Linked DNA regions of Sus scrofa: all the other regions are linked to region 3. Evidence: chromatin contacts called from public HiChIP or PLAC-seq data. All regions are on one chromosome and are shown on one strand. The core of a region is the stretch at or near the end of the contact, and the rest is flanking DNA. Distances in the headings are between cores, read along the strand shown. Region 1 has its middle 91 kb from the start of MIR9840. Region 2 overlaps LOC106504619 (a long non-coding RNA gene). Region 3 overlaps LOC100510918 (a long non-coding RNA gene).

Region 1 (2,724 bases), core at 172-2,671, 210 kb before region 3:
GGGGAACCCTATGCAGAGAAAGAGAGAGAGAGAGGGGCAGAAACCAAGTAGGAAGAGCCTGCTTAGCTGGTAAGGAGAGCGAAGGATGCTCGGAACACTTAGAGGCTCATACTTCCTCTCGTGCACAGCATGGAAGCCTGCAACGCAGCGCAGCGAAGGTGCAGGGGGCAGGGACGACGGAGGCCTGGTGCTGAGGAACCACTTCCCAAAGACAAAAGGCCTGATGTGAGTTTCGAAGGAAGACTAGGAGTTTACAGAGAGGCCAAGGAGAAAGGGATTTCCATCCAGAGGGAGCTGCATGGGTGATGTCCCCTCACATAAGACAAGAGAAGGTCAAATCCCTCAGTGGACCATGTGTGTCAGGCATCTGCTCTATTCTCTAGCTCCTGACCTCAGGCCTTCCAGCAGGGTAGGTGATCTCCAGCGAGGGGGCAGGATCCCTTCCTTTTCAGCGATTTATATTGAAATCCTAGGGTCCCACCAGGACTTGGATGAAGGCTGTTAACAGCTGGTAGGGCCAGGCAGACAAATGCCCCTTCTTTCTGGGGAAGAGAATGCAAATGCACCCGCTGAGCTGGGGCTGGGAGGTAAATGGACTCGCTCCTGCCCGGGCAGGTCTGGGCTGAGCTGGGCAGGGCTGGGCAGGGCTGGGCAGGGCTGGGCTGGCTTTGCCCAGACCAACTTTGGTCCTCTTAGCAATGAGGTGGAAAGCCTGATTGTAAACAGGGCTTTCTCTGAAAGCCCATTCAGCTCTCTCTGAATTCCATCCCCTAAGCCTGAAGAGGTTTATTCTCCAATTGCCGTTCAGCCAGGGCTCCTTGTCCTCATGTCCTCGCTCCCTCTGCCTCTTAGCTCACACACATATTCATGCTCCTGGGATTTTAAACATCATGCTGTGCCGGAATTGGGTTTGGAGCTGTGATTTATAGGAATGCTGTTGCTGGGGCGAATGTAGTGCCAAGAATTCTACAAAGCAATCCCGGGAGGCAGAGCATGGGTCCCTGGACCAGCAACATCAGCATCACCTGGAAACTTCTTAGAAACACATGTCCATGAGCCCCTTCCCAGACCGAGGTACCCACGGGTAGTGCTACAGGACACAGCATTTTGTGTTGCCAGCACGCTCAGTTGAGCTAGAGAGCTGCTTCAGGTCATGGTTTAACCTCTGATGAGTAGAACCTAGGCCCCAGGTTGGTGGGGGTTCAAGGCATGGAATCCATTGTTTACCTAAGGGCCTCTTCTCCAAAGGGCCACAAAAGCCCTGTCTGTCCTCTTCTGGGAGTGGTGTCAGCTTGACAAAATGCCAGATGTGTTGCATCAGAGGCAGAATTCAGGCAAATGACCCTTGGCGCTCCGAGGGTGGAGGCTGGGAAGGAGTTGAGGCCTCAACCAGGAAGTAAACAGGGCTCCCAGGGCGCTGGGGGGAGGGGAGCTGCAGTTCCCGTAGAAGGAACCCGCTCTCCCTCCAGTGCCAGCTCAGGACCGCCCCACTCCGTCCCTCAGCTTCTCAGAAGCTGCCCCGCCCCATTCTTTTCCAGCTCCCCCTTGGAGCTGAGCAGGAGGAAATAGACTGGAAGGGGAGCAGGAGACATTTGAATTCGCTCTAAGGGACTTTCTGAGGGCAAAGCCTGGAAAAGCTGTTCAGGGTGGGTCATACCGTCTTCCTTGGGTATCTTTCTCAGGAGACATGGAGTGAACTGGGCTCCATCCTGGGTGGTCCATGATTCAGCTCTGTGATCTCGGGAAAACTACTTAACCTTTCTGTGCCTTCATTATCTTGATCATAAATGGGGAGTCATAACAGAAAGATGCTTATAGATGTTTGGGAGGATTACATGAGATAATATATCCTGAGCAAGCGCTAGCTCTGGCTTTGGCCTGTCCTGGTCCACCACCCATGAGCTCTTAGCTATGGTCAATGGTCAATGCCTAGTGTGGTGCAGGCACTCAAGACATGCTTGCTGGATGGATGACCAACCACACCCCCTGTCCGGCGCAGCTGGAAGACCACCAGAAATATATCCCACTGCTATTTCAGATCCCCTTACATTCCAAATGATTCAATGACCGGGAGTGGTCCAGCTACCCGAGGCTTAATGAAATTCTCAGCAGGCGTTTTTCATGGTGGTTTCCTATTTCTGGAATATCTTCCCTTTTCTGGTCTATTGTCATCCAATAGACTGTTAGTGGGGGCATCAGAGGGACTTAAATTGCTCCCATGGACAGAGAGAGGAAACAATTAAAAAGAAATAGGAAGTGAGGCTCCTTGGGTAGAATTACACGGCTTAACACCAGGTTGCATTTCCTGACAAGACTCAGTTTAGAATTCTCTTAGCACAGAGAGTGATCCTGCCTGGCCCCTCCCTCCGTGCATTCCTAGTCCTGCTGGTGTGTGAAGGAGGCTCATTTCCTTGGTTGAGCTGCTCAGAGGAGGAGAGACTGGTGTTTTTGTTTGTTTTTTGCTTTTTAGGCTGAACCTGCGGCATATGGAGCTTCCCAGCCTAGGGGTCTAATCGGAGCTGCAGCCACTGGCCTACGCCACATCCACAGCCACTCCAGATCCAAGCCATGTCTGCAGCCTACACCACAGCTCACGGCAATGCCCGATCCTTAACTCGCTGAGCGAGACCAGCGATCAAACCCACGTCCTCATGGATTCTAGTGGAGTTTGTTACTGCTGAGCCAAGAAGGGAACTCCTGGGGATGGGAAATTTTGAAGAGGAC
Region 2 (2,700 bases), core at 169-2,668, 230 kb before region 3:
CAAGCCCAGGGTTGGGGTGGATCTACACAGTCCTGTGCAGGGTTTTGCAATATTCCTGCAGCCCCCATTTCCCACCCCAGACTTCTGACCTTCCATGGATTTTTTTTTTTTTTTTTGGTTTGTTTTTTAGGGCTGCCCCTGTGACATATGGGAAGCTCCCAGGCTAGGGGTAGAATCTGAGCTGTAGCCTACACCACAGCTCACAGCAACTCCAGATCCTTCAACCCACTGAGCGAGGCCAGGAATCGAACCTGCATCCTCATGGATACTAGTTGTGTTCATTACCAATGAGCCACAGTGGGAACTCCTCTTGGTCAGGTTCTTAACACGCTGAGCCACAAGGAGAGCCCCTGATCTTCTAGGGATTCCGATGTGCTATATATAAGGTCTCTGAATACTCCCCAGCCCCTTTGTTTCTTAAGATGCCTTGCAAACCAAATCGCAGGAGGAGATGTTGCTGATCATGCTTGTCTTCCCAGATAGGCCTGAAAAGTATTTGGTGAATTTCCAAATGGCCGTTTGGGAGCAGCGGAGAGAAATTCTACAATTAAGGCCAGTATTCTTCAGTTTGAAATACGGAGACTGGAGTAATTGGAGAAGGTGATAGTGACTGTTTCTGAAACGATTATTAGGATCGACTATTTGGCACCGAAAATGCTGGAGAGAAGGCTGGATCCCTGGCTAAATATGGTGCCAACACCTCGTTTTACAAGGGCTGATGCGTTTTTCTCATCCACCAAGAATGTTCATTGGCAGGTTTTTCTCTGGCCCTCGCAGCGCAGTTACGGTGGTGTGGCCTCTTGACATGCAATGATTCTGGGTCACTTTCTCAAGCTTGAACTTGTGGATGTGGCAGTGGCTGTTTCCAGACAGAAAACACTGGAATCCTGGAAAGAGGTGAAAAAACTACCAACCACGATTTCGCACTTGGATCCAACTGACTTAGGAAAGCAAGCCCTGAGGGTTTTCCACGTGCATGAGAGACCCAGGCGCTCTGTCCCACCCTCTGAGGGCTCGCCTCTGAAGAGGGCTCTTGCTTTGTCTACATGGTATCAGAAAACATTCCTGCTGTGTTTTATGCTTTTTTGGTCTTTATACCAAGAGAAGAATGATTTTGAGACTCCAGTTGCATACGCCACCTTTAAGGGTATAATTTCTGTTGGCGTCGTGAGTGCTTTTCTTCCCCATCTTTGCTGAACCCATTGGGGGGAGAAAAAAGACAGAGGAGAAGGCAGATGGAGCCCCAAATCTCATCTTTCTGCCTGTTAAAGCTGACAGCAGAAAAAGCAGACTAGATCTGTGGGCAAATGGACTGCGGATCTGGGGCCAAATATTGGCAGGGCTGCCCTTCTGGCTACCGCTGTCCTCTGCACAGGGCAGGGGTGGAGTGAAGCTTTACTGCTCTGCTTCCTGTTGGGTCGAGAGCCATATAGGGCATTTCTCCTCTGCTGTTTGGAAGAGAGGAAGAGGAAGAGGAGGCACGAGGGGCCAGGCCGGGCATGCCCAGTCTCCCCAGAGACTCACCCATCAGGGCAGCGCCTCCACCATCCAGGAAGGGGTGAGTGGGGGCTGCCGGAGGGCCACTGTGTTCACGGGCACACAACACAGCAACGGGAGCATCTTCATTGGAAGAAGACTCTCTCCAACAGTCTGAAATGCTCTCAGTCGGCGTTTCCTACTCATCAGCTTTAGTTTCTATTCCTGTCCCCACTCCCCGCCCTTGAACCCTCTAATGTGAGCAAGAAAGAAAAACCACCCAGTGTGAAAAGAACCCTGGATTGGGTGTTGGGAGACCTGGTCCTGGTTGAGGCTGGCAGGTGAGGCACAAGGGCTCTGAGGGTCTTGTCTTCCTGGAGGCTCTGTTCACCTGCTGCCTGAGGTGGGGACGTGCACGCCTTGCTCAGCGAGCCCAAGGACCCCAATGCTCCGGGTCCCCGCTTTTCCCGCTGGGGACCTCGCCTCTTCTCTCTTCTCACCCTGGTTCCTTCCGTAGTCTTTTAGACGGCAGTAGGTCTTTCCCACATAAACACCCTCTCCAGCAACTTCCCAGTCTCTGTACCTTCTTCTTTGTAAGACAACATGTTTAAACATTGTTGGACGGTCCCAGCTCTGGGCTCAGCCACCCTTCAGAGCAGCCTGGCCTCTGGCTTCTGGCCATGCGATGCCCCCACGTGACTCTCACTCAAGTGGCCAATGGCCTTCATGCGGCTCAACCCAGCGGACACTTCCGTTCTCTTTGTACTTGATTTCTCAGCATTAATCAACACTGCTGACCATTCCCTGCTTTTCAGAAATCTCATTTCCCTTTGTTTTCCTGACACCACACTTTCTTGGTTATTTGCCTTTGAAGGCTCTTTTTCTTCAAGTCAGCTGGGTTGTGGTGTTCTGCAATCCCTAGATGTTCTCTAGTTTTCACTCTGTTCTTCCTCAGTGGAAGAAAGTTAGACCATTTATTTATTCATTCAATACATTTTGTTGTTGTTTTGTGGTTGTTTTTAGGGCTGCACCTGCAGCATTTGGAAGTTCCCAGGCTAGGAGTCGAATTGGAGCTACAGCTGCTGGTCTACACCACAGCCACAGCAATGCCAGATCCAAGGTGAATCTGCGAGCCACACCACAGACCACGGTCACCCACAGAGCAGGGCCAGGGGGTCAAACCTGCGTCCTCATGGATACTAGTCAGGTGTGTTTCCGCTGACC
Region 3 (2,700 bases), core at 37-2,536:
GACTTCCAGAATTTTTTAATTTTTCTTTTTATGGCCGCACCTGTGGCAAATGGAAGTTCCTGAGCCAGGGGTGGAATCAGAGCTGCAGCTGATGTCACAGCCATGGCAACAACGGATCTGTGATCTACACTGCAGGTTGTAGCAACACCAAATCCTTAACCCACTGAGTGAGGCCAGGGATCGAACCTGCATCCTCACAGAGACAAAATTGGGTCCTTAACCTGCTGTGCCACAACAGGAACTCCAGGAAATATTTGTTTTAATATGTAAAGATACCGGTGTTCTCAGGAATATATTCCACCCTACAGAGAAAAATAAGAGCAGGGAAACTTTGCCCAAACAAGAGTTTTGGAAGACGAGCCACAAATATCAGTACAGAGAGGGGAATAAAAGGGTTTTTAAAGCAGCACATTTAATCATATTAATTATTGCACATAATAGGCAGCAATGCCCAAGCTGGCTTCTCACTAAGGTTCGCCTCTTTACCCTAAAGTAATTAAACCGCTGCCGACATCTCACATCATGTGAATCGCTTCTACCTGGAATAGCTCTTAAAGCTGTAATCATGCCCCATTTGAAAGCTTGACTTCATGAATATGATTGAGAGCTTGTTGAATGAGGCAAAATTTGTCTAAGCTTCCTAGGGAGGAAAGGAAGGGACCAGCTGCTGATGGCAGACATCAATCACTGGGTTACAAGCTTGAGTCCTTTCCGCCGACTTTCAGAAATCCAATACGGAATGAGTCCCTTATGGATTCTTGGACTATTCTTGGACACATCATTAAGAGTGATTCCCATTGATTTCCTGCTCCCTTTACTCTTCGTTAAAGTTCAACTCCAGAAGTCTGTACTCTATCTGAAATGTTGTTCAAAAGGCACAAACACACAAAGGGTGGGGGGGTGGGGAGCAGGGACATCTGCTCAGACTCTAAATTTCTTTTCTCTATAGATTTTCCTTGCCCTCTAAAATATCCAATTGCCCTTTTTGCACACACTTTCCTCTTAAGTAATGTGGTTTTTACCTTAATGAAATGATTTCAAGTGACATAAAAGCAGAGGTCTATGTTTTCTCTAGTTTTTTAAAAGTCACCTTGGAATCAGAAAATCCGTGTGTCCCTCTCGCATGGATCGTGCCTATTTCGGAGCAGGCTACCAGCAAAAGGAAGTGAGATTTGCCAATACAGTGGCTACTCTGCTGACATGATGAGTCTTCACCATAGGCCTCTGAGAACCCCAGAGGGATCCTCCGGGGCTGGTACCAGCCTTCCCACATCCTCTTCCTAGGACATTGGTCACTTCTGTTCCTTCTAAGTCAGTCACTGTGTTTGTACCATGAGACCCTACTTCCCTAAGCCTCCCAGACTGGACCCAGTCTCAGTGCCTCAGCCATAGGCAACCAGAAGTAGATTCAGTATCAGGAAGACTTGAGGCCTCTGAAGAAATTCTGGACTGAAAACTCTTACCAATAGTGGTGTTCATGTTAGATGCTGACCAACCCAACCAGAGCCTGACTCCTTATGTTGTGAGGGAAGAAAAAAAAAATCCTAAGGCACATTAAGCAGAGGGACAGAATTAATAGTATCCATGACATGAACAGGAATAACCCACCTACAGAGAAACGGAAACAAATAGAAGCTGAATTAAAGAATGTGAGAGTCCCTGGAATCAAGAGCAGTGGCTGTTGTGACATCATTACCTGTATACATATACGCATATACATATAATGTTGTTTGACAAATGCTTCAAAATGCCTCAGTGCTCCCAGAGTGTTTTTCTAGTAAGGTGTGTGTGTGTGTGTGTGTGTGTGTGTGTTGTAGTAGCAGAAGGGGTTGGAGGTGCCCTTTACAGACTAAGAATATGAAGTGATTTCTTTGGACCTGATACTTTTTCTGGTTGGCTTTCTATAACCATTGGACAAACATAACTTCAAAGAACTTGAGTGAACTACTTGCCTTTAATTTAATTTCTGTTCGGTTCCACTGGCCTTTTGGCATAATCCTAAAGAAATCATGTCAAACCATCAGAAAATGTGGAGGGACAGCCAGGCAGAAAAGTCCTGTGCATAAATCTCAATTGTAAATCTATGAAGGGCAGTCCTAAGGCATCTGAGGCCTAAACTGGTATTATGGGTTGAATTGTGTCCCTCCCAAAATTCCTATGTTGAAGCCCTAATTCCTGATATCTCAGAATGTGACTGTATTTAGAGATAGAGCTTTAAAAAGGTGACTAAGTTAAAATGAGGCCATTCGTATGGACCTTAATCTAATCTGACGGTTGTCTTTATAAAAAGATGAAATTTGAAAACACAAAGAGATGCTCGGGACATACACAGGAAGAAAGACCATGTGAGGACACAGTGAGAAGGAGGCCACCTACGAGCCAAGGAGAGAGAGTTCTCAGGAGCAACTAAACACGATGACCTCTTTATCTTGGACTTCCAGCCTTCAGAACTCAGAAATGCATTTCTGTTGCTTAAGCCATTCAATCTGTGCCACCCTAGCAGACTAATACAGGTGGCATACAGGAAAATTCACTCTATAAGGAGTTGGGAGCTCCAAGCTCCAGCTGTAGTGAACTGATGTTTTCACCCACATGAGAGCAGGATGGCAAAGGGAGGACATTTGCACTTGAGCACCTACCATGTGCAGGCAGGGAGCTAGATAATCTATACACTCTCATCTCATCTGCACAACAAGCTGG

What was found. HiChIP or PLAC-seq counts read pairs in DNA pulled down with a chosen protein or histone mark.
Region 1: an H3K27ac HiChIP or PLAC-seq map of alveolar macrophages shows a contact between it and region 3. The contact joins two enhancer-like sites. A contact is called at or near these places in 2 of 47 Hi-C or Micro-C datasets (embryonic fibroblasts and fibroblasts) and 1 of 2 datasets of contacts at active chromatin or transcription factors (alveolar macrophages).
Region 2: a contact with region 3 is called in an H3K27ac HiChIP or PLAC-seq map of alveolar macrophages. The contact joins two enhancer-like sites. A contact is called at or near these places in 3 of 47 Hi-C or Micro-C datasets (embryonic fibroblasts, epiblast stem cells and fibroblasts) and 1 of 2 datasets of contacts at active chromatin or transcription factors (alveolar macrophages).

What each region holds. Positions count from the first base shown.
Region 1 is chr8:29,638,425-29,641,148 of Sscrofa11.1, forward strand. No RefSeq gene overlaps it. Among named protein-coding and RNA genes, the nearest start is that of MIR9840, 91 kb to the left of the region's middle. Within about 2 kb of position 1,422, at least 41 of the 83 cell types and tissues checked have an H3K27ac peak or open chromatin away from gene starts, as enhancers often do. A contact at or near this core is called in alveolar macrophages, where this site is marked.
Region 2 is chr8:29,619,668-29,622,367 of Sscrofa11.1, forward strand. It overlaps LOC106504619 (a long non-coding RNA gene), which reads right to left. Exons shown (of 3, transcript XR_001298249.2): 1 at 1,525-2,700. Among named protein-coding and RNA genes, the nearest start is that of MIR9840, 72 kb to the left of the region's middle. Within about 2 kb of position 1,419, at least 18 of the 83 cell types and tissues checked have an H3K27ac peak or open chromatin away from gene starts, as enhancers often do. A contact at or near this core is called in alveolar macrophages, where this site is marked.
Region 3 is chr8:29,844,890-29,847,589 of Sscrofa11.1, forward strand. The region is part of intron 2 of LOC100510918 (a long non-coding RNA gene); the gene reads right to left. Among named protein-coding and RNA genes, the nearest start is that of KLF3, 180 kb to the right of the region's middle. Within about 2 kb of position 1,287, at least 2 of the 83 cell types and tissues checked have an H3K27ac peak or open chromatin away from gene starts, as enhancers often do. A contact at or near this core is called in alveolar macrophages, where this site is marked.